4 separate regions of the Danio rerio genome follow, and regions 1, 3 and 4 are each linked to region 2. Evidence: chromatin contacts called from public HiCAR-type, HiChIP or PLAC-seq and Micro-C data. All regions are on one chromosome and are shown on one strand. Each heading gives the region's core, a stretch centred on a gene start, on an enhancer-like site or on the middle of the called end of the contact. The rest is flanking DNA. Distances are from core to core; before and after follow the strand shown. Region 1 holds the start of gpr155b (G protein-coupled receptor 155b). Region 2 holds the start of cycsb (cytochrome c, somatic b). Region 3 holds the start of sumo3a (small ubiquitin like modifier 3a). Region 4 holds the start of sp3b (Sp3b transcription factor).

Region 1 (3,214 bases), core at 508-3,007, 130 kb after region 2:
CTTCATTTGTGTACTTGTAGTGAAAGAATCAAAAGTCCAGGTTAATGCTGCCTTTTGTTTGTTTACATGGGAATGGCCTTTAAAGAAACATTAAAAAATCACTTAAACAAGAGAGAAGCACAGCCAAAAAAGACACAATATGTGGCACCAACATTATTATTAAAACTAAGGCATGATTTATTATGTTGTGCTTGCAAAGATATTGCGGTATGATCAAAAGCTTGCGATGGTTCACCCAGAAATGAAAATTCTGTCATTTACTTGCCCGTCTCTTTGATTTTATTTCTTCTCTTGAAAAAGAAGCTTTAAAAATGTTTGAAAGCAGTAGTCATTGACTTCCATAGTATGTTTTCTATTAATGTCAGTGGTTACTGGTTTTCAAGTTCTCTTGAAAAAAAGCTTTAAAAATGTTTTTTAAACCAGTATCCATTACTCCATAGCATTTCTTTTTTTTTTTTAATGAATGTCAGTGATTACTGTTGCTCAACATTCTTCAAAATATCTTCTTTTGTGAAAAAAAAAAAACATTTGAGGGTGAGGAAATAATACCAGAATATTCATTATTGCGTGAACAATCCCTATAGGCTAACATGGTACGGTAATGTTCACTTTGTGCCTTAATATAGCTACAATTTTAGTTCATACAACGTTATGTTGTTTAATTTGTATTTTTTACTATACAGTAATACAAAAAAGAGCTATTCTTGTGTGCCAAATGTGCTGTTTTCTAAATAAACATGCAAGCAAAGCTGGATTTTGTATTTCATTTTATTTAACGCTCATTTCTATGCGTTTCATTTGTTGTGAAGCTGTTTTCAGTATGCTGACTGCACACAAATGTTCTTTGTATGTTTTGTTGTTGTTTGATTTCAGTGCACTTTTTTTTCAGAAATTCTGAAATAAATTAAGAAAATGAAACACACTTCATTCAAACAAGAAATACCAGGTAAACAATGCCCTAGAAGATTCCCTCAGTACTAATATTAAAATGTCATTTACTCTCAGTTCTCCTACAAACCTCTTTGATTTTCTTTCTGCTTTTGAAAAAGAAGCTTTAAAAAATGTTTTTGAAACCAATTGTCATTAACTACTATGCATGTCAGTGATTACTGTTGCTCAACATTCTTCAAAATATCTTCTTTTGTGAAAAAAAAAACATTGGAGGGTGACAATAACGAACAATCCCTATAGGCTAATATGGTACGTTAATATGTTCACTTTGTGCCCTTATATGGCTACAATTTCAGTTCATACAACGTTATGTTGTTTAATTTGTATTTTAGTATACAGTAATACAAAAAGAACTATTCAAGTGTGCCAAATGTGCTGTTTCCTAAATAAACATGCAAGCAAAGCTGGTGTTTGTATTTCATTTTATTTAATGCTCGTTTCTATGTGTTTCGGATGTTGTGAAGCTGTTTTCAGTATGCAAACTGCCCACAATGTTCTTTGTATGTTTTGTTGTTGTTTGATTTCAGTGCACTTTTTTTCCAGAAATGCTGAAATAAATGATAATGAAACGTACTTCATTTAAAATAAGAATTACCAGGTAAACAAGGCCCCAGAAGATTCCCTCAGTACTAATATTAGCGGCAATATGACGCCCATCCACTAGCGCGCGTGACTGTAGCCAATCGAATGCAAGTGTTCCATCTATTTCGGCATAGTTCCTACATTTCCGCCAATCAGCGCCATGATCAGATGAACTAAGGCGGGGCTTTTCGACAACATAGGCGGAATCTCGCGTCAGTCATTCAGTGATTTGACATTGAAAGTAACGGAGTGCTGAAGCGCTCGTGATGCTGTGAGCAGAGTGTAAGCATGGATGTTTCTACTGTGTTTTTCTTTAATGACATTATATACAATCCATGTATCGATCATCTCGACACCTGAACGCACGGTACGTCTTCAACAGTCGCTATTTTTATCATGTATTTTCTTTTGCGAGATATTCCTGCCAAATGTAGCTATTTTGATGTGTACTCAATGGCCTTGTTTATAAGAAATAACATTTATGTCTATTTCTGAATAAACTTTAACGGTTTTGATGTTGTATACATGTTATTATTGTTGTTGTTATTATTATAGACTACAATTCGCCAGTATCCAAATTTATTTTTCATTTAATTAAAATTAAAATCAACGATTTGTTGTTATCGTAATTTAAATGATTGTTGATGTGTTATTGTTGTGGTCATTATTAACAGCAATATCCACAATTAACTATAGTAAAACTATGTTTAATTAATAGTTGTCATTTAATTGGAATTTTAGGATCCATGGTTTGGGTAATACAAGTGGGAACAGTTTTCTGTGTTTATTATTTTTATTAATCAATATAAAATATTGATTTAATATTAGCCATTTATATGACTTGTTATACTTGGGTTACAGTTTATTTAGTACATGTTATGTAAAATTTTAATACAGTGAATTCGTTTAATTTCATTATAATATAACATGATTTTTTTTGCACAATAAAATAAATATCTAGTGCAATTATAACCCTAAATCAGAAAAAGTCGAGACAGTATGAAAAACGCAAATAAAAAGAAAGTTGTGATTTCTGTATAAAACAGCACATTATTTAATGTGTTCCTCGTAATGTTTTTTAATAAACACATATTCTAATTTTGGTTCTTGCAACACAAAAAAAAGCTGGAACAGTAAAGCATTTACTACTTTGTAATGTTGGCATTACTTTCACAACAATTAAAAGACATTTAGGGGCTGAAGACACCAAGTGATGAAATATTTCAGGTGTAATTTTGCAAACACGTCTTAAGGTAGGCAACAGTATGAGGTCTTCGTTGTTGCATTTTGCACTTGAAAATGCGCCACACATTCTCTATTGGAGACAGGTCGGGACTGCAGGCAGGCCAGTCACCTGTCTCTACATTTGCAGCCTGGACATTTTGTAACGAGTACAGAATATGGTTTTGCATTGTCTTGTTGAAAAATGCATGGGCGTCTCTGCAAAAGAAGTCTCTGCAAAATCTCGATGTACTTTCCACCATTAATGGTGCAATAACAAGTGCAAGTTACCTTTGCTAAGGGTACTGACACAACCCCATATCATACTAAACCCCTTTCTTTTAGACTTGTTGCTGGTAACAGTCTGGATGATCCTTTTCTTTTTTGGTCTGGAGCACACAGCATCTATTTCTACCCAAAATACCTGAAATACTGATTCATCTGACCACAGTACACATTT
Region 2 (3,290 bases), core at 224-2,723:
CACTTTAACCATATTCAAAACAGCATAAATAAGTATGAACTTGCATATAAAGATGTACAATAAGGTGGAAAACTAATTGAATGTATCATGAATTAAAACTAAAAAACATTCATTAAATTCAAACAGTAAAAGTAAAAAATTGTATAGTCGTAAACACAAACACACACACACACACACACACACACACACACACACACACACACACCTTGACAGAATTTAGAGGTGGCTCAGTGCAGTCTTAACTTGTTGGTCAGAGTTGCCTTATAGAAGTTTGTAACATGCAACAATGGCAAATCCCTTTTGAATGTGTTCTGTAGCCTCAAGGCTCTAACCGGTTAGGTTTCATTTTCATCTAAAGGTCCAGTTATGGAAGATTTATTAATCACTTTGAGGTCAAAATGAGGAATTAATGACAACAGACTGCAATGGCAACAAGAAGGTCAAATGATTTTTTGGGCACGTGTCAGAAGGAGATTCAGTATAGACCTTCAATAAATTTAAATCTGCGCCATTTGTAATGTTGGTGTCTAGTTTTAAAACATATTAGTGTTGGAATTTAAGAAAACCTGTTCATATGTGTGTTTCCAAATGAAAAGGGAGCACTTCATCAAGCAGTTCTCCTTGAGAGACCGCTAACAGGTAGGCTAATCTTCATGAAAAGCTGTACAGTTATGTACATCTGTCCAGACCATTTGTCATTCCTGTCAGTCACATGAGAGTAAAGCATTTATAACCTTTCGTTTATGAGTCAACCTGCTACCTTCAGGTGTTATTGACTGGGAAACACCAGATGAACAACAAACCTGAAAAACGAGTCTTCACAGCAGCACTTCTCGTGCACATTTTCCCGCGAACCAGAATCGTGTGAATGGATAGCCTACGTGATAAAAAATCCCTGACACGCTGCCAAAAGCTCATGTGACGCGACGTCAGTGTCACATTAGAGCATACGCGTGTACAGAAGAGGTACACCAGTTCTTGCGTGCCGCTACATGACACTTTCAATGTTAAATAAATGTAATTTATAAAATATGCTTTTGTGATGTTATAATAGTCACTGATATGTTTCAGTTTCTCGTTAATTATTTGCACCTTATTCAATTAATTAAAATAAAGGTAAATGTTTCCTGAGAGAAAAAAAGTAGCCTAGGAAATAATCTCGAAAGCATGCGTCAAGGTTAAACGTCTTTTTGTGTGCCCTTTATTCTAAAATGAACTATATGCTACAATTATATAGCTACTGCATGTACAAAAACCGTCTAGACTCTGAACTCCTTTTATCTAAGAGCGATTATCTCTTTCAAAGCGCTGCCTGTCACAACACCATAGATGGATCTCCAGAACAGCTGCTGCGCCGTGAGCAGATTCGTCAAGAAGAGGCACGTGACCGCTTTAGTCAGCGCATGATTGTGACGTCAAACACCGGAGCCTGCTCGCGCCTCTAAAATGAAGTGACCTTTCTCTTTCGCCCTGATATAGAATCGGTCCGCCGACCGGCAAGAGAGGAGTACTTATCAAGAACGACAATTACCTACACAGTCTAAAAGGTAACATTTTTTGAATCTGTCACGTAGTGTTGAGATCTGCTCGGCGTTTTGTGTCATGTATGTGAAATTTATACATAATGGAGGATTTTTATAGCGGTTCCTTGGAAGGGTGGCGTAAGGTTGCGTAAGCTTACCGGTAACATTACTCCTCAAGAACAACTGAACGCCAGGGAAGAATTATATGATTTGGTATGAAGTAGTGTTACTTTTAATTATATTAAAATATGAGAACTGTGCGTTTTTGATAAAAACCCACACATTCTGTTTAGTAACTCAACAGAATGAGTGGGTTTAATAGGAGGTTAGCCTGATGTGGCTAACTGCTAGCGTCCGCAACGTGGATCTGAAGCCGGTTTACGACTTCAGCTGAATTCTTTGAAATAAACATTGCTTATCTCAGGCAATTCTGACGAGTTAAAAGGAGATTTGTCACACAAACTCTAATCCGGCTGCTTGTTCATTTTAAGCTAGTTCTCACAGGGCGATCTCTAATGAGCCACACATCAGTGATTAAGGCTTTCTTTAATGAAGGCGATTTAAGGTTATCCTCGGATGAGCACTTTGATGCCGAGATGTTTACAGGTACTAATCGCCAAGGATTAGTTGTCAGAGAAACGTGCTTCTCCATCTATAAAATGCTAAGATTATTTACTTCATAACGAGAGAAGGTCTAACCTCATAAGCTGTTTTGGGGCTTGTTTTGTGTCCTGAGCTGATAAAGGATGCTCCATCCTTGAATGACCTTCTAATGATGTCCTTTCAAGTGTCAGTGTGTTCACCTCTCATTTCACTTCCAGGTAAATATGGGTGACGTTGAAAAGGGCAAGAAGGTGTTCGTCCAGAAGTGCGCCCAGTGCCACACCGTTGAAAATGGAGGCAAGCATAAAGTGGGGCCAAATCTCTGGGGTCTTTTCGGTCGCAAGACTGGTCAGGCTGAGGGATTTTCCTATACAGATGCTAACAAGAGCAAAGGTAAGGCTGATTTGGCGAATACGCATTTTCTTACGATGAGATGGACTCGCTTAACAAATCTTATTATTTTGCACAGGCATTGTCTGGGGTGAAGATACCTTGATGGAATATTTGGAGAACCCAAAGAAATACATTCCAGGCACAAAGATGATCTTTGCCGGGATCAAGAAGAAGGGCGAGAGAGCAGATCTTATTGCATACTTAAAGTCGGCCACATCATAATTCAGCTGGAGATCGAGGAAACGGCAATATTTAAATTAAATGTTTGTAGTTTGGATTTGAATGTCTTTAACTAACTATTATTCATATGGTGTAACTGAACACGTGGCCAGGGTTATTCATTATAACATGTGGCATGCTTCTAAAGCCGGTCCATTTTAACAGTGAAGATTTTCTTCTTTTTTGTTCGTCCATGTATGGTTAAAGGAAGAGTAAAGTTACTGCAGGTCCCTAGTGTTTCCGCTGAGGGAATGAAAACTGTCCCCTGGTTTCACAGGAGCTGTCGTACGTTAAATTATTAAGATGTGCTGAACCTAGTAAGTATTTGGATTGGAATGAGCGACTGGGAAATCAGTTTGCTTATTGGTAACATTGTATCAAATGGATTTGAACTGTCAAATAAAACGGTCAAAATAGTCAAATGTATGTCTATTCTGTTAGTTTCTCATATTCTGATGCTTGCTTGTGCAGCTAACAATAAAGTGCACTTTTTATTTTAAAGTATTACTCTTTGACCTTCAGTTTTAATGTAGTAAACCGGCAGATGACTCC
Region 3 (3,256 bases), core at 723-3,222, 160 kb before region 2:
TGTGCCTTAGAAGCTAAAACAGCGTAATTTCTACAGCTGATCAAAACCTTATTAAACTGGTGAGTGATATTCTAAATCAATCTCTCTTTTATAATGCTGTATTTATACTATTGAGTGTGAGATGGGACTCACATATCAGGAATATGTGTTGTGTTGGCAGTAAGGAAGAAGAAATGCCCGAATGTGTTTAGCGTTTTTCCTTATCGCAAACACAACAGCAGTCTGGTAGTGATTGCGCTGCTTTTTTGGGTTTAATTATTGTGATATCCCAATTGCAACAGAGAAATACTGTAGACTGTAATACTGTAGTGAGGTATCTCTATAGACTGATTAATGCCATTCAGCCATATAATCTTAAAATGTCAGAAAAATCTCCTGTTTTGTAATCCCTTTAGACATTACGCTAGAGAATCATTCAAATGCTACCTCTAAAGTGATGTTGGTGAATTAGTAACAACTTCTGCTGTTCTGATGTCAGCAGCAGATGTGAAGGAATGGCAGAAGAAAGTAGTTCCTCATACAAAAGGGTTTTTACTTTTAGTCTCTCCGTGTTTGATTTTATATATATATATATATATATATATATATATATATATATATATATATATATATATATATATATATATACACGATTTTGCCGTCGTAGCAGTGCTGTGGCTGTATATTATCACTGGTTGAACACAAAGGCAGGCCTACTACTACTCGTGTGCAGTGGCGCCCCTAGAAATTTTTCGTAGGGGTGGCCAGAAGAGACCACACCAAATCTTGGGGTGACACACACACACACACACACACACACAAAATGAAATCAGTGTAATGTTATATTTTTATTTAAGGTAAATGAATTAATGAGGTTTTATTTCATGTCTTTAAATACACTTGAAATATCACAATTAATTCCTAAAAAACTATATATCAATGTCTAAAATTAATGAAGATTAATGGATTTGTTAATAAAATTCCTGCCTTTTTATGGGCGCAGATTTCTATGTGGGCCTAGGGATTAAGGTGATTTATAAGGACATCATTCATAATTCAAAACTAATTTTTTTTAACATACTTAATGGTAATTTCTTTTCATATTCAAAATTTGCCACAGATTTCCTGAGAGTTGTGTTTTTTAGTGTACAAAATACATTACACCACTTATACCAACAAAACAAGTTTGTCTGTGTTTGTGTTTTTTTATAATGTTTTTTTTCTCCATGCATGAGAATGTTGTTTAAAAAATGTGCAGATGATAATTTTTATAGCACATCTTTCCAGTATTGAGACACAATGAATATTATATAAACACAATAGTACAGATGTCAAATACACAAATGTTTGCATCAGTAAGCGTTGGCTGGTGTTCTCTGACTGTGTCCTAACAAAATACAGACATAGTACATATATCATAGACATACACACATATACTGTACGTCTAAAGGCAGAGCTAGTAATTTCATCTTGAGTGTTCTTGTATAATATTAAAATGTATTTAAATGCTTGAATTAATCTGTTTAGGTAATTCTACTATATAGATGTTGTGGTACAACAACTATATAAACAAATCTTCAAATACTGTAACTTTCCTACTACTATGTATATTATACATCAAAACACCACAGTTTACTGTAGTAAAATATAAGTATACCACACTATTAGTTTATCAGTTACGATAGTTAATACTACAGCATGCAGTTGCACATACAATACTATGCAGTGTAAATATAAAACACTATGCTATTTATTGTAACATATTGCAGTATTTTTTCATGTGGGATAGGAAACCTGACAGTTTCGTCTCCATCAGATAACACAAACGGAACCAGAAAAACACCGAGCAGCACTGTGTACAAAATAGGAAATATAACAAAACTATCTTATTATTTTGTACCTCCTAAAGCAATAAGTGCTTTTAAATTTAACTGATTCCTTAAGTCTTGATGCTAAAACCTGAACTGCACATAAGCACAGGCCTGATTATCCATGGGGAGTATTGCGCGCTCTCGTGGACATCACGTGACCAGAAACCAACCAATCGTTGATAAAGTAGGTAAAGGAAAGCGCGTCCCCGTCCGCAGCTGTGTTGCTCTACAGTGTGGAGAGCGCGTCTTGTGTTCTAATCTATTTCCGTAATACAGACAGACACCTGCAAAAATGTCCGAAGACAAGCCTAAGGTAAGCATCCAATATTTGAGTATACTGTGTTGTTCAGCTTTGCTCAAAACGAGCCGCTTGAGGCCGTTCTCCAGTTTCATTTTGTGCAACCTTGCTGCGATAGTCAGATTGCGCATTTATGCGGGAGAAAGGCGGTCGGCACGCAATCATTGTCTTCATTTCTTGTAAACGCCATCCGCTTTCGGTTTATATGATAATATTCTTGTTACTGTTAAGTTAAACCGATGCGTTACGCAGGCGCTCATTCAAAGTAAGCCATTATTTGTATGTACCGCGCATTTGCCCTGGTGTAATTCGGCGTTTGCGGGTTTTTCTTTGTGAGAGCGGAGTGGCGCTGACCGGCCACGTTACGCCACTGGCGTAAGAAAATGCCGCAAGAAGAGCGGTACGAAATATAAAACCGTCGTCGTACTCAATGGTTGTCCATTGTTTGGTTTGTAAACAAACGGATGACGTGTATTTTCCTCGTCAATCAAACGTATTCAACATCAAAAGTTTAATTTGACTAATCTATCTTTTACGGTTATTGAGTTCTGAGTTGCACCTCGCTGCGCCAAATGCTTAAAAATGGCGCACAGCGCCGCAACAATATGTTTGACTAGACGGCTAATATTTTCTCTCGTATTTGCATGTCTTTTTAAAGATCGTTTGTTTATATTCTTTACCACAGCTGGTATTTTAATACTTAACCAGGATGTACTTAACGTTGTTCTATATTTTCATCAAATCATTTAGTTCTTATAACTAGCATGCACTAGGCCTGGTTGTTCTCCTCTTCAGTCTTTTCCCTCCTAAAAATGTTCCAAGGGCCTAGCACAATTTTCCATAGCAGTATAGATCTCAGATGTAATTGTTTTATGCGCTACATATCTGTACATTTTACACCGTTTAATTGTTAAAGTTTCTCAAACATGCTCTGTGTTGTTATTGTTTCAGGAGGGAGTGAAAACGGAAAACGACCACATCAATCTGAAGGTGGCGGGGCAGGATGGCTCAGTCGTCCAGTTCAAAATTAAAAGGCACACGCCACTCAGTAAATTAATGAAAGCGTACTGCGAGAGACAGGTAAGAATCAGATCAAAATAATTTAACC
Region 4 (3,323 bases), core at 786-3,285, 170 kb after region 2:
CAAAGGTCTCGGCAGAGTGAGTAATTGATGACAGAATTACATGTTTTGCACGAACTAACCCTTTATCATGACTTTGTTTACATCTTGAGTCATTTGTTTCAGTATTCTGACTAAGATCATCAAGAGTGGCTATTCAGCCTTGCAGCTGGAGTACTTCTTCACAGCAGGACCTGATGAAGTTCGTGCATGGACCGTCAGGGTGAGCAAAAAAAATTAAGACTCATGTCCAGAAATGCATTTGAATGCTGTAAATATTTCTACTACTCACTATTTCAAATGTTATGCTTGTGTTTGAACAACTTACAGAAAGGCACCAAGGCGCCGCAAGCAGCTGGAAAGATCCACACAGACTTTGAGAAAGGCTTCATTATGGCTGAAGTCATGAAGTTCACAGACTTTAAGGAGGAAGGGAGTGAAAACGCAGCTAAAGTAAGACCGGGAGAAACTGGTATGGATTGTTAACTGATGAATGCTGAACTGATGATGTTGTGAAATGTTTGCAGGCTGCAGGGAAATACCGACAGCAGGGCCGAAACTACATTGTGGAAGATGGAGACATCATCTTCTTCAAATTCAACACACCTAATCAGCCCAAGAAGAAGTGAAGCCATTGTGTGATGACCGATGGATCTGCGGCACCACTTCATTTAAGGCTTTGGAACATTCAAAACTCAATCATACCTGGAGGATAAGTTAATTTTTTATTTGATTATTTTGGCTAATGGCTGAAGTAAATATAATGTCCGGTCTGCTTACACAAGCTGCATGTCACACAGCAGTTTATTCTAATAAAACACTTACTCTGAACAAAGTGTTTTCTGTTAAAAGTTCCTTTCCTGATTCTCTTTTTTGTGATATTGGTTGTTTGTTAATCCTAATTTGGGAAATCGGATCATTTGACCAGAAAAAAGAAGGTAATTAAGGTAATACAGTAACAAAAGTGTCACTCAGTTAAATTTGACTATCATAAAATTATGAAAAACACTGAATGAAATATTATTACACTCGTGTGATTTAAATATAGGTTGTTTTCTGTGAAATTATCCATATTTAGCCTTCTACTTTCAAGTATGTGGTAATGAGAGTTTTAAAACCAGGTATAACAAAAGTAGCTTGTTCATTTTCTTCATATAGAGCTGAGGCCATCTAATGCCCAGAATCAAGACATTTCATGCTAGATTATTTTTTTCACCACAAGAGTCCAGCAAAAACACCCAATGTGAAATGCTTGGAGCTGAATTAAAAGGGTTATTCACGAAAATAGCAAGTTAATTTGTATTCAGTTTAGGAAATGTGTAAATGAGTTGCTGCCATGTGATTGGCTGATTAGATTTTTGCATTGAGCTGTTGAACAGGTGTACTTAATAAAGTGGGCGGTGAGCGTATAATATACATTTATGTCACAGTGTGCATGTTTATGAAAAGCCTGAATATTACAGAATATCAGCTTAATGGTGGCAAAATACAAAATGTCGGGTATGTTTTGCTAAAATCAAACTGTTTTCTTACTGTTTTATTTTACTAAAGAAAATCTTTCTCAGAATCATAATCAAGGAGTTTGTTCAAATTATTTTTTAAAACAAAAACAGGTATTTCATCAATATTTGGATATGTGATGGTGAAATTGTGCAAGCGAAAAACAATGCGTTTCATAATGTTTATTTATTTGTTTTTATTTTTACTGCCAGTTTAGAACACAACATTATATATTTAACAAAAAACTAAATTTAAGCCTTTAAAATAATTAACAGTTCTTTTTGCTTTGTTTCTTGTTTCTTTTATCGTGCATTGGTAATGACCTGTTTCTATTTTAAAGTGAGTAAAATTAGTTTTTTTTCACCGACCATTTACATTTATGAATAAAAAATGTTCCATATATAATGAGCAAATTAAAAATATTCCAAAAAACTCGACTGTATTCTCATATAAAATAAAACATCTTTTCTTTGAATTCCAATGCGATATCATAATATTTGTTTGTATGGATTATTTAGAATGACGCAGGATAATGACGTAACCTGAGTGCGCCAAAACATTGTGCCGTGAAGCATTAGTGCAACAGTGCCGTCCAGTGTACTCCGCGAGTCATTTTCAGATGTATATTATTTGCGAATATGTCATATATGAAAAGTCGATTCTGTGAGAACAACACGTAAATCGATATATTTGCGTGACATGCAGGTAATGCATAAAATCTAAGGCAATGACAGCATGCGTCATCTTTATTATGAGAGAGAAATGGTGACCTGTTTCATTATAGCGAACGATAAGAGAATTACAGTACTTCATATCATTGAATTGTGATTTGTACAAAGGCATTTCACATAATCAGAGTCTCGGAGAATCTCCACATGAGAGGTGGCGGCGGCCTTTCAAACATCGGCGTTGTTGCCACCCAGAGGTATGGGTCAAGTCTGTCTGTACCCTCACTGCAATTACACAAAGACACTGCACGCTTTCCCTAGTGACCGTGTCAGAGCTCGACTGTGCTTGCAGGCGGTTGGCTTGAGGTTAAATGCGTCCACGTTTGGGAAGTATGCATGTAGCTTGCATTTTAAACCCGAATGCTATGTCAATATTGGACTTGTCAACTCCGGTTATGGCGGTCGCCTTATCCTAAAACAAGACGTATTGTCAACTACAGTCACACCAGCTCCTCGATTTTTACCCAGTCAGCAGCTTCTGGTAAGTGTTGTTTTATATTTTAGACATTTATTTAGTTTTTTGCACGATTTATTCGACTGTCTTCCCACCTCTCCACGCCCACTGGGCATTTACAGATAGCAGTGATTGAGGTGTTAAGTGGGTTTTATATTCACACATTGAGAATTTCTCCTGAATAATATAATTTCAGAAAAGTATTATTAGCAGATTATAAAGGGGAAAATCATATTAGCAGCCAATAACTATTAATGTACAACATTGCTAACTTCACAGGCAATTAAACAGTGCTAATGTTGTTTTAAGTCATATTTACATGCTAAATCAGACTGAATATTTAGAGTAGCATGTAAAACAATTTAGGGACAGTTAAAGGAGTGAATGTGAATACCGGGTTTCTGCGGGGTCTTAAAATGTTTTAAATGTTAAAAAACACATTTTAGGCCTTTAAAAGTCTTACATTTACTGAAATATTGTGCTGTTGGTCTTAAATCTTTTTTACACAGGTCTTAATTTTCCTTTGCTCATGTATTGCTACTCAATCTGGCCAAAACCCATATAATCACCAACAATTTATCTCAGTAATGTTATTCAAAAAGTTAATTTTCAACTCTTTAATTATTTTCCTCACAATAACATTTGTTTAAAAGTGCTTTATGTAT

What was found. A called contact is a pair of places that touch in the nucleus more often than the background predicts. HiCAR-type assays count read pairs that join an accessible place to other places. HiChIP or PLAC-seq counts read pairs in DNA pulled down with a chosen protein or histone mark.
Region 1: a contact with region 2 is called in an H3K4me3 HiChIP or PLAC-seq map of gastrula embryo, with 2.1 times the contacts expected there. The contact joins the promoter of gpr155b here to the promoter of cycsb in region 2. A contact is called at or near these places in 2 of 18 Hi-C or Micro-C datasets (hematopoietic stem cells and an unstated tissue) and 1 of 4 datasets of contacts at active chromatin or transcription factors (gastrula embryo).
Region 3: a contact with region 2 is called in a HiCAR-type map of caudal fin, with 6 times the contacts expected there. The contact joins the promoter of sumo3a here to the promoter of cycsb in region 2. A contact is called at or near these places in 4 of 18 Hi-C or Micro-C datasets (caudal fin, embryo and an unstated tissue) and 2 of 4 datasets of contacts at active chromatin or transcription factors (caudal fin and embryo).
Region 4: a contact with region 2 is called in a Micro-C map of caudal fin, with 3 times the contacts expected there. The contact joins the promoter of sp3b here to the promoter of cycsb in region 2. A contact is called at or near these places in 2 of 18 Hi-C or Micro-C datasets (caudal fin and hematopoietic stem cells).

Annotation. Positions count from the first base shown.
Region 1 is chr6:11,737,668-11,740,881 of GRCz12tu, reverse strand. gpr155b (G protein-coupled receptor 155b) reads left to right here and starts at 1,757. Exons shown (of 12, transcript XR_012407657.1): 1 at 1,757-1,900. wipf1b (WAS/WASL interacting protein family, member 1b) reads left to right here. Exons shown (of 10, transcript XM_073953712.1): 10 at 1-754.
Region 2 is chr6:11,869,105-11,872,394 of GRCz12tu, reverse strand. It overlaps cycsb (cytochrome c, somatic b), which reads left to right and starts at 1,473. Exons shown (of 3, transcript NM_001002068.1): 1 at 1,473-1,547; 2 at 2,345-2,519; 3 at 2,596-3,152. The coding sequence starts at 2,351. The coding sequence ends at 2,741. It also overlaps a transcript of nfe2l2b not described here.
Region 3 is chr6:12,031,219-12,034,474 of GRCz12tu, reverse strand. It overlaps sumo3a (small ubiquitin like modifier 3a), which reads left to right and starts at 1,972. Exons shown (of 4, transcript NM_213124.2): 1 at 1,972-2,163; 2 at 3,100-3,228. The coding sequence starts at 2,143.
Region 4 is chr6:11,697,667-11,700,989 of GRCz12tu, reverse strand. sp3b (Sp3b transcription factor) reads left to right here and starts at 2,035. Exons shown (of 7, transcript XM_068221897.1): 1 at 2,035-2,685. The coding sequence starts at 2,404. The region is part of intron 11 of gpr155b (G protein-coupled receptor 155b); the gene reads left to right. ola1 (Obg-like ATPase 1) reads left to right here. Exons shown (of 11, transcript NM_214700.2): 9 at 103-199; 10 at 307-429; 11 at 504-1,394. The coding sequence ends at 605.